2 separate regions of the Mus musculus genome follow, and region 2 is linked to region 1. Evidence: chromatin contacts called from public Hi-C data. All regions are on one chromosome and are shown on one strand. Each heading gives the region's core, a stretch centred on a gene start, on an enhancer-like site or on the middle of the called end of the contact. The rest is flanking DNA. Distances are from core to core; before and after follow the strand shown. Region 1 holds the start of Nkx6-3 (NK6 homeobox 3). Region 2 holds the start of Sfrp1 (secreted frizzled-related protein 1).

What was found. Hi-C and Micro-C count contacts between places; a contact is called where the count stands out from the background.
Region 2: a contact with region 1 is called in a Hi-C map of embryonic stem cells, with 1.8 times the contacts expected there. The contact joins the promoter of Sfrp1 here to the promoter of Nkx6-3 in region 1. A contact is called at or near these places in 2 of 39 promoter capture datasets (embryonic stem cells and liver), 3 of 484 Hi-C or Micro-C datasets (all in embryonic stem cells) and 2 of 115 datasets of contacts at active chromatin or transcription factors (both in embryonic stem cells).

Annotation. Positions count from the first base shown.
Region 1 is chr8:23,150,512-23,156,245 of GRCm38.p6, reverse strand. It overlaps Nkx6-3 (NK6 homeobox 3), which reads right to left and starts at 2,975. Exons shown (of 3, transcript NM_029002.2): 1 at 2,277-2,975; 2 at 1-45. The coding sequence starts at 2,661.
Region 2 is chr8:23,409,244-23,414,977 of GRCm38.p6, reverse strand. Sfrp1 (secreted frizzled-related protein 1) reads right to left here and starts at 3,476. Exons shown (of 3, transcript NM_013834.3): 1 at 2,650-3,476. The coding sequence starts at 3,193.

The DNA.
Region 1 (5,734 bases), core at 1,726-4,225:
GGGTGTGCTTTTTCTTGTGGATAGTGTCACTCAGGGGGTCTGGAGCTGCCCAGAGGGAAGAAAGTATGGTCAGCAAGGTGAGTGGAGACCTGACAAGACCCTGCCTGGAGGGGTGCCAGCCTGTCCTGAATCTTCCACAGGGATGTATTCTCCTACCTAGGAGCTACCGAGGTCCAGGAATGCGGTGGCACCTGTCAGTTGAACAGCACTTCTGGCATTCACAGTCATAGTCACTGTGACCTCTATCACATCTGGATGGACAGGGCCCCTGGAGGGCAGCTGCACTGGCTATAGAGGCCTTAGAACTAACTGGGCCTTGTGCCTTTCCTAGTTTTCCCATAATCCACTGATGCTGCCTAACCCAGGGGATGCATGGGAATTTCTTTTCTGTGCTAAGACACCAAGACAAGGATGCTCTTTCTTTCACCAAGACGTGGTATGCTTTCTATTGGATCCCCAAAGGGGTCGAGACCCAGCGGCTGAGAGCTACTATCCTAAAATTAGGATGAGTGTCTTCAGTTCGCTCTCCTTTCATGTTAAACTGACCACTGGGCTTTCTTGGCTATTTTCTGGTGTGTGTATGCATGCCATGTACCAAGGCATGGGTGATACCTTCCAGCTGGCAACCAGACCTCCGGGGCCTCTGAATTCCTCCCCACTTCCTTTCTCTGAGCCCCCAGCTTTCCGGGCCCATTGAAAAAGCACAGAAGTGAAGGCTTCTAGCTCCAGTTCCTCGTCCGTGTGCTGCATTCCTCGCAGCCAGCCTGGAAGCCCGTCCTCCCTCAGACCTCCTGGAATCTATCATACAGCCTGGTTTTGGAGCACCAGAGTCATCTAGAGAGCCCGGAGACCCCCCAACTCAGTCACGAAGGAGCTTGAGTCTCAAAGTAAGCAGAGTACCCAAGTGCTGGGTTCCCCTGAAACTCATGTGCTCTGCTCTCGTGTCATAGGCAGGGGACTTCAGCTCAGAAGAGGCAAAGGACCTCCTAATACAGTGGTTCTCAGCCTTCCTAACGCTGCGACCCTTTGATGCATGTTGTAGTGACCCCCTCCCTCCAACCATAAAATTATTTTGCTGCTACTTCATAACTGTGAATTTGCTACTGGTACAAATTGGAAATATCTGACATGCAGGATCTCTGATATGTGACCCCCCCCCCATGAAAGGGTCATTCAGTCCCCAAAGGGGTCACGACCCACAGGTGTAGAACCACTATCCTAAAAGATATTTTTCTTTACTCTTGTGTTAAACTGACCACTGTTTTTCCTGGCTATTTTCTAGTGTGTGTATGCATTCAAGATGGAGGGGTGGGTCAGGATGGGGGAGTGTAGGGTGGAGGTGTGGGAGAGACAGCATGAGCTTATAGTACCCCAAACTATAGGTCCCAAGAGATGAGGAAGGTGACTGTCATTCAGGCACAGACATGGAGGACAAGAGTTTTGAGGGTTTCCATCATTGATTCCAAATCCCTTATGCAGTGTGGGAGATAGAGATTAAACAGAAGGAGAGGGGGCTTTGCCTCTGTCCCTGACACATGTTTATCTCACCCGGAGCTTTAGTGGCTCAAGGAGAACCCTGGAAGTCACTGCCACTCTCTCCCAGTATGCCCCACTGGCACATGCCCCGGGCACTTCCTGGATCCCTGATTGGCATAATACCCACCCCCTCCACTCCAGTTCTCAGAAACCTGAGTCTCAGGGATGGGTGGGGTAAGCCCCCCCCCCCCCCGCCCCGCTCCCTAGCAGTCAGGGCCAAGGTCATCTTAGCGCTCTGGTTCTGCCATTGCTGACATGAACGGGGGAACAGGAAGGTGGGTGATGGGCCCTGGATGGGACCCCAGTGGGTTTTTGGAACAATCCTATATAACATTGGGCTCTTAGGGATACGATACTAAATTCATTAAGTTTTCTTCACCAGGGTAGCACTGTGCCTCACTGTGTGAAGGGGCGCCATGTCTCCGGGCAGAAGCGAACTTAAGCTACGTGCTGCATATGGTGGGATGGACTGTGATCGTGGGGCCTGGAGAACCCAAGGTCCCTTGAAGGGCAAGAAGTGACTGTGGGTCCAGACACCTGTGCTAGGTAGAAGTAGGGAGGAGGGAGAAGGGTGGGGTTCAGTTCTGCTGTGAGCTGAGAAAAGGGACCAGGAATTGGCAGGGCTGTGTAATAGCGGCTGAGGTTAGGTAGGTCGCGTGCAGCCCGGCCTTTAAAAGACCCCCCCCCTCCTGCCTTCTCCCCGGGACAGGTTGGGCTGGGGGTGAAGGCCCTGTACTCACTGTTGCTGCATGGCCGAGCGCTGCCTCTCCAGTCCTGGCCTGTGTCTGCCCAGCAGTTCCGGGTCCGGGTCGGGTACTCATTTCCAGCCTTGGAAAAGCTCCCCACCTGGGGGCCATAGTAGACGCCCTGGGAGCTGAGTCCACCAAAGCCTGCCACGTGGGGGTAGCCAGAGAGGAGGCTGCTGTTCGGGGTGGCAACCGGTCTGCTCAGGATGTCAGTGATTCCATGGGGAGTCCCAGCCGCCAGCTGGGGGCCAAGTCCCGGAGGGCTGAGCTTGTAGAAAGAGTTCTGCACCGAGTACTGGCACATGGGAGCCTTCATTTCTGAGAACTGGGCCAGCTGTGTGTTGTTCAGGAGGAAGGTCCCCTGCAGGTTGGACTCCATGGTCTCCAGGTCAGCGAATCGGTGGTCCAGGAACCCTTAAAGGCCAGCACTTCAAATGGTGGCCCAGAACCTCATGACAGGTTTGGAGAATCAGAGCCCCCCATCCCACCCCGAGCCTCAGACTGCCCTCTGGCTCGGCCCTTCCTCAGAGATGGGGCACCTACGTCAGCCCTCTGGCAAGTCAGGTGTCCAGAGAAGGTGGGCGGCCTTCCTCTTTCCCTCTCTGCCCGCTGGGCCTAAGGAGGGGTGCTTTCCATACTCAGAGCACCCGGTTTCTCTGCCTCTGAGTCTGGGGGCCCTCCATCAGAAGTTTTAAGTTCAGAGAGGGGACATTTCCTTGATAAAGATATGGCCCATTAGAATACAGACCTGAGACTGGCTGAGCTGCAAGCGCTGTGTCGCCATTGGTTGGAGACCACATGGGCCTCACATTGGCTTCTCCTAGACAAATTGCACTTTGAAAGATTGACTGTAAATCAGCCAGTCCGTGTGTGTGTGTGTGTGTGTGTGTGTGTGCATGTGTGTGTGCTCATGTGCGTGTGTGAAAGAATTAGCTCTAGGCGCCCTGAGCCTGGTCACAGGCTCCATTTGCTTACCCAAGTCCAGTATCTAAGAAAAGGTGGGCGCCTGGAGGTAGGGACTGGAGGCTCCTGCGGAAGTCAGAGAGAGAGAGAGAGAGAGAGAGAGAGAGGCTCAGAGGTCACAGTCCCAAGCTGCCCCTGTCGGAATGAATGTGACGCTTTGAGGTAACATACAGCTGCTTCCCTTTCTCCTGGGTAAGTGGGGAGACTGAGCAATCACTATTCTCTGGGGGAATGCAAGTCTCTGGCCTTGAGACCACGGGGTGGGAAACGTCTTGCTTAGGGAGTGGGCCGTGGAACAGCTCTGGGAGTTGCAGGGGTGTGGGGGGTCAGAAGGCATTCCACTGAAGAATGGTGGTTCCTGTTTCTCCCAGCCAGCCTTTCTTGGTCTCTTGAGTAGTCTGGCTGGCTGTGTCCTGGGTGAAGTCTCTTTCTCTCCTGTGAGCAGCCCTGGGCTCCTGAGGCAGAGACCTAAGCAGGGCAGTCGGGCTGAGGCTTGGGGCTACACTGACTATAAGGACGCCACCATTCGCTTTGTTTCTGAGGAATTTTTGCAATCTGATGATTCTTGTGGGTACCGTCTCTCAGTTGATAACGGGGAAACAGAGGCACAGAGGAATCAGGGCTTGCCTGCCAGGCTAGTCTCTAAATTCTTTCCTGAAGTCACCTGAAGTGTGAAATGGCAGGTGCAAGGTGATTGGCTATCTAAATGACTTCTTCCTGACCAGGCCACTGGGGCTTTGGGGAACACACTGTCTTGTGTTTGGAGGGATCTGTGTTTTCACAGGTGAGAGACAGAGCCTTTTCTTTGTTAGCTTTGTTTGAGGCAGAGGTCTGAGGTAGAGAAAGCTGGCTTGCTGTGGAGAATTTGACTGTAATGTAAGCAATACTTTCCGTGCCATGGGTGATTTAGGTGAGGATCAGATAGAAAAGCTTTTACGCAGGGCAAGATGACCTTCCTACAGGTTGGGCTATTTTTTTGAAGACCTTTAAAATTAAGAGTCTCAGTGTGTGTGTGTGTGCGCTCTCTCTCTCTCTCTCTCTCTCTCTCTCTCTCTCTCTCTCTCTCTCTCTCTTTCTCTCTCTCTCTCCATCCAAGAAGTCTAGAAAAGGATGATGAATCCCTTGAGGCTGGAGTTACAGGCAATTATGAGCCCTTGACAGGAACCAAACTCAGATTTCTTGGTGCCATCTCTTTGGCCTGAGGAAAAAAATTGTTTTGTTTTTATTTTTATTTTTCCACCATCCAAAAAGGGGCTGTATTTTGGAGTCAACTTCTAATTTATAACAAGTTTTACTTTCAAAACCAAATCAACAGGCCAACACATTGTAATCCACCTGGAGGACTTAGGTGTGCCACTGAGCGAGGAGTGAGTCTGCTCGCAGCAGGAATTCCTTCTCCCACCCTCGGGACTGGACTTCGCTTTTTGGAGTGGTTTCAGCCACTAAGCCATCAACAGGAATGGGTTCTGTTTTCTTTAATCACCTCTTTACAGTGTGCCTTCAACTGATTTTAGTTCTCAGCGACTCTCTGAGATGTTCTCTTTCTCCAGTCTCTATTAACTTTTGATTGATAGCCCCCCCCCCCCACCCCTTTCTGTGTAGCTCTGTTCATCTTTGGCTGTCTGGACTTAGGAACTCCCCCCCCCCCCCCCACACACACAAAAAAGTTAGTAACTTTTGTTTTTGTTTTTGTTTTTTGGGTTTTTGTTTTGTTTTGTTGTTGTTTTTAGTTAGTAACAGTTTATGTTAGGTTTATGTTAGACCAGGCCATGTGTCAACTATTCCAGATTCCCAGACTTGCCACCCAACCAAGGCAGTTGTGGTTCTGGAAGTGTTTTTAAAACCCTCTGGGGGAATACAAATGCAGGGTCGAGTTGCTGGCCTTTCAGTGCATGAGACACTGGCGTGGGGCTGGGGAGCACCAGCAATGTTAGGGACAAAGATTTGGTCATTCTGTAATAATGAGAAGTTAGGAAGGTCATTTGCTGCAAATGATTCGACTCTTATTTAATGCTATAGCTGATGAGGGGTCATCGTGTGGTAACCTCAAGTGACAAATGCCAGAGGCTGCTGAAACTGTTTCCTCTATTCTTCATCTGACAAAGGAGGAAACAACAACACCGCCACCGATTTGGGACCCCAGCTTTGCATAAAGTGTTGGAAACTAATTCAAACAGGGACCACTTGCTATCTCAGTGAGTGCAGAACTCTGACACCGCCCCCTGCTGAAAGTCAGCAGCCTGCCTGTTCTCAGGTTCTCTGGTTTGTAGGGTCCCCTCCGACCCGACCCCTTCTGTCGTGATAGCCAGGTGGTCAGCTTTTTCTGGGATGGCACTGATTACGGGGCTTTCCAGGATCTGGGCATTGGTGGACCCCTTCTTGGAGCAGAGTGTCTTCTGATGCTACTCAACAGACCCCATCCCACCCCCAAACCAGGCAATCTATACTCCCCCCAGCACCTCGAACTCCCAAAGATGAGCCAAGAAGAA
Region 2 (5,734 bases), core at 2,227-4,726, 260 kb before region 1:
CATAACAGAGTGAGGGAGAAATGAGGGCCCCTGGCCTCTCCAGTCTGTGACTTAACCTGGCTGATTTAATGCACAGCGTGTCTAAACAACAGGACCGAACAAGACAGGCTCGCTCTTCCAACTCAGTGAAACCCGGCAGGGAAGGAGAGCGACCATTTATTAAATGAATGCAATGTATGTCCAAGACTTAAAAGTCAGTTTCCTCGGACGGACGGACGGCATAATTGCTTTTCCTGACAGAAGCTAGGGTACCGGGAGCAGCCACTGTTTGAAAGAGAGGGAGGAAAAAAAGTCTTTGGCTCATTACTCAGGATTGGACTTACCTTTAATAACAAGGAGCTTGCCTATCTTCCCAAAACCTGTGTCCAAGCTTACTCGAAGATGTAGTGCTATGTTGAAATTTTAGATCTCCGTATTAGGGATACAGGATAGACGAGGAACGGAACAAGGCACCTGTGTGGAACTTACTATCATCCCAAAGTCCCAGGGCTTGCTTGTTCCAGAGCCACCAGCCTAAGGTTTTGAGGACCAGTAGTGTAATCTGTCTTAACCTTTTCCCTAAACAGCTTACACTCAACTGACAGACAGTCCTGAGGGGCAAAAGTGCGTATCCATCGTGCAGGACACCTTCCTAGTGATGTCTCTCTGGAAATCAAAATCACTTAAGAGAAAGCCAGCCTACCCAGAGAAAGCCTGCCAGATAACACACACACACACACACACACACACACACACACACACACACACCTTGATTCAACAAAGAATTCCTCCATCTGAGCACGGGACAAGGAGGAGACAGATACATGGAACCACACAGAGGCATCCATAAATGAGTAGAGGGTGAGTGTACCCTTGCCCTGCCCATCTCTTGGAGGCACTTGTTTGTGTGGCCACTCCCTCAGAAACAGCACCACACACACACACACACACACACACACACACACACACACACACGCAATCTGGTCCTCTTGCCCGCAAACATCAGACCCTTTACACAAAACTGTTTCTCACAAGGCATCCATCCACTTTAAGCCCACCAATGGCCCCAGCAAAGGGTAATCAATCAGTGGCCATGGGGAATGGACAGAATTCAAGCAAAGTTGGCCACAGGCTCTCTGGGAAGGCAGGAGCTAGAAAGGAAGCTGAGGTCTGCAGGGGGCTGAGGAGGTAGGAGGGGAGGACAGCTCAATGGGGATTGAAAGCACAGTGCTGGCCTAGGGAAATGCTCAGCCCCCAGTGAGCCATCCCAAATGGCTACACATACCAGCCCTGAGGACAGAGGTGCCCCGGGCTACCATTTACCTTACAGGCTGGGGCCCACGCCAGACAAGGGCAATCACTTTGGACCTACCTTCCTCCCTAGAATGAATAGGAGCCTTCAGACTTTCCTCATGCCTACCCCAGTCCTCACTCTGGGGCAGCAAAATGAGGCACCAACAAGAGGCACTTGGCAGTGCGTGCACTCCTGTAACCCTAGAACTGAGGAGCCTGAAACAGGAGGAATTTGTGTTCAAGACCAGCCTGGGCTGAACACCAAGAGACTAAGACCCTGCTTCAGAAAGCCAAGACACTCAACACTCGAAGATAAGTAAAGTCTCCCCTTCAGAAATGGCCAGGAGGTGCCCACTTCTGTGACAAGGGCCACTGGACAAGAATATATGTTATATACTCCTAAGGCTCGCCTCACAGGAATGAACACAGTCAGGATTCATACCACCAGCATGCTGTGGTGCAGCTATGAGTTCTGTGTGTGTTTCTAGTTTGATTTTGTTTGAGTCTCCAGATTTTCTTTTTCCCTCTCACATGAAAATTTCCCTTTAAATACAGGGTTCCCAAGAGAAATTCGGGCCCCCCAGGGTTCAGTATTTGCAGCACCCAATTTGCAGGTCCTCACCCTTCCAGGAGGAGATAAACAATGAGCTAATTACATTTTTATCTTTCTAATTACCCAAGGATTTGTGTGAAGGAGAGAAGCAGGGGGTAAGCAAGGCTGGGGCACCAGAGGTTTTTGCATCCCCCTTGGTTTGCTAAACTCAAGGTTGCTGCCTGAATTTAGAGGGGAAGAAAGAGAAGTTGCGCTTTCTAAACTTCTTTCCTCTTCCAGATCTGCAACACGACTGGAAGATAAGCTGAGCAAAGAGGATTTCTTGTTGATGGTTTTGTTTTTAGAGAAAAAAATTACAAACTTATGAAAATAAATCCCTCCGTCTTACGTTTGGGGTTGTTTGTTTGTTGTTGTAGTTTGAGCGAGTGGTTTTCCAAGGGAGCAGTGTCTGTCTCGGATGTTAACAGTTTTGGAACAGGACACCGCACTCTCTCTGAAGAGATAGACGTCCTTTTATTTAAAACCTAAGCTTTGCTTTCTTTCAGGTATGGAAAACGCCAGACTGGAGCTTAGGAAGAGCAGCTCCAGGTCTCCCCTCGCCCCCCCCAACCCCCCCCCCCCCACGGCCGAGGCTCACCAGCCATCAGGGAGTACCTGGAGCGGGAGAAGCGCCAAGCGATGCCTGGGCCTCCCAGAAGCTTTAGGGATCGGGTCTGCACACCTTGCGGGTTGCGGTGCGCGGCTCCTGAGCTTTCCCCCTCTACAGCCCTGGGCCAGTGCGGATGGGCGCGGGGGTTCGCGGGCGTGGGAAGGCATACCCTTACCTTGGGGCTTAGAGGCTTCCGTGGTATTGGGCGGGGTCATGGCGATGCAGACGTCGCCCTCGGGGAACTTGTCACATTTGAGCATCTCGGGCCAGTAGAAGCCGAAGAACTGCATGACCGGCTCGCACGAGTCGCGCACGGCCTCGCAGAGCCAGCGACACGGGTAGATGGGCCGGTCCAGACAGACGGGCGCGAAGAGCGAACAGAGGAAGACCTGGGTGCCCATGTGGCAGTTCTTGTTGAGCAGCGGCACCCAGCTGCTGGCCTGCTGCTTCACCTCTGCCATGGTCTCGTGCTCCAGCAGGTTGGGCAGCACCATCTTCTTGTAGCCCACGTTGTGGCACAGCCTCAGGTCCACCGGGATGTCCACGCACTGCGGGGGCTTGGTGTAGAAGCGCCCGCTCTGATACGAGCCGATGTCGGACTGGAAGCTCACGTAGTCGTACTCGCTGGCCGAACCCGCGGCCAGCAGAGCGGCGGCCAACGCCAGCAGCACTCCCGAGGCGGCCCCGCCGCGACCCCGCGCGCTGCGCCCGACGCCCATGTTGCTCGGCGACGTCGGGGCTGCCCACGCTGCCTTCACGCGCGCGTCCCGCTGCAAACTTCCCGGAGCCTCCGGGGACAAAGGCGCAGTGCCGGGCCCCGTCCGGCTCGGCGGCTGCGCGCTGCTCCCCGGGTCTCCGATCGATGGGGTCCTCCGCTGCAGCAGGTCGCCGCGGCGGGGCTGGCGCGGGGCGGGGAGCGCGCGGGGCCGAGTGCTGTCCCGGCTCGCAGAGGCGCGGCGGGCTGCGGGCTGCTGCACCTACTTGCGACGCTGCAGCTCGAATGCGCGGTGTGCGGGTGGCCGAGCCCTGGATCTCCCCGCGCGCAGCCAATCAGCTCCGCGCTGCCGGGAGCCGCTCTCCACACCGCGTCAGTCAGCCGCGCAGTTAACCAATCGCCGCGCCGGCCAGAAGGATCGGTTTACTAGAACTAGACCCAGGTCAACACCCCTTAAAAAGCAAAACCAAAAACTAAGCAAGTACTTTCGAAGGAGGCAAAAGCAAAAGGGAGAGAGTAGTTAGAAGTGCGGGGTGGGTGGAGTCGGAGTTGGACGCTGTAATTAGAGTGAGTCGGTTTGTTTAAAAAAAAAAAAAAGGACTCTTCATAATACTTGCAAATTGATGCAGTTGTGAAGACTTTTTTCTACTTCTTTTCCTAGTTCCAAGGAACAACGCAACAGACCAGCAGCCCTTCGCTCCACGGTTTTAATCTTAGCTGCTTCCCAGCTGCTCGGATGGGCAGGCTGAATTTAGGGAGCTCTTTTAAATTCCCGGGGAGTCTGGGCTTTTGCAAAGACTAAGAGAAGGTGGTGTTTGTGGCTGTGTTCCAGGTGACCGAAGGTAGAACGGGAAAGGGGCTCACTGCGGAGAAGAGCACTGATCATGTGGGTATTAGCTCCCAAGGACAGTTGACGTTTTTAAACGATGTTTTTAAGACCCTACTCAAGTCTCAGCTCTGCAGACAACACATATGTGCACAAACTTACACACACACACACACACACACACACACACACACACAGACGCGTTTGTGGATTAGAAAGCCAAAGCACTAAAAATACCAGCAGTACTGGGTGGGTGGATACCAACTCAAGATACACATGCTAATTCAGAGGTCAAAAACCAAAGGTGTGTCACCCCCTCCCGCATAAGGCAGAAGCCAGGCAAGAAAGAATAACTAAGTCGTCCTCTAGCCTCCCCCACCCCTGACCACACACACCCACTACTCACTTCCTGGGAATTGCTTGAGTGTTCCAAATACTCCCCTTACATTCAGAGAGCTAGGGGTGGGATCTAGAGTAGAGAGGAGACCGCACAAGCAGCCGGAGAAGTTCTCTGGATCACCTCATTCTGTGTTCTTCATAGTGGGTGGAGGGGCAGCAGAGGATGCAGTGTGTTGCGGTACTGGGTGGCAAATGGGTCGCCACTCCTAGTTGCAAAGCCCAACACAGTGGGAGATGCCGCTGGCCCAGGCGGCTGGTTTATAAAGCTCTGGGGAGTCTTGCTTTCCACTCAATAGACCCAATTTCTCCTTTCCGAGTAAAAGCTCCGGAACTTGCAAAGATGCGGGGATCCCTTCTTAAAGCAATCATACACACGCTGATGCTGTGACTCTACTGCGGGAAGCAGCTGCAGCAGGCGGTCAACATGCCTGTCCTTCCTAGGCTGATGAAAGATGCCCAAACCAAACAGGCACATTTGGGTAAGGGAGAAAGTCCATGCGGAGCAAGACTGTGGATGGCCAAGGGTTAATCAAGAAACAGCCCGCAGTGCTCTCCTCCCCGAGGAGCTAAGGAATCACATTCTTCAGCCAGCACAGAGGGCAGGAGACTAGGCAACTGTGTCTCAATTCAGTGGCAGTCAGGGCTGGAACTGCTTGCTAGAGGGTCCTGGTACTCTCCCCAGACCAGATCCTCTTTCTGAGTTCAAATTCTTTCCAAGTTCGCGTCTTCACTGGAAATATTCATGTTGGTAGATAAACAGCCTTTGCCCTCTACTTTAACGTAGTCTCAAGATTTAACCCACTCACCCCTCACTCACCTGTGTACAGTTCTCCCAAATAGAAGGATGTGGGTCTATCCTCTGTTACCCTGCTGGGAATGAGTGCAAGTGAATCCACCTCTGGTGGCTTTGGAGGTCTTCATCAATCCATTCTAGGAAGAACTAACCTATGTCCAGTCAGCATTGTTGACTTAGATGTCGTAGTCGTCGTCGTCGTCCCCCCCCCCCCCCCGTGGTCACAACTATGCTTTGCCCTCTGGGGCTAAGCTATGGGCACAGCTATCATGTTGGGTAAGGAATGTTAGTAGTTGTGTATTTCTGACTCCTAAGGTCCAGCTGGGAAGGGAGGCCTCTGAGTCTTGATCCCACTGATGGATGTCCATCGCATTGAGATGGAGAATGTCCCTGTAGACCACACTACAGCACAGTGTCAGCCAAGGCAGTCTGCGCCTACTCCCTAGTTTTCAGGTCAGCAGATCTCTCATACTTTAAACTCTAATCTCCCCTTCTCTGATAGTATATGCCCGGGAGAAAATTCTAGA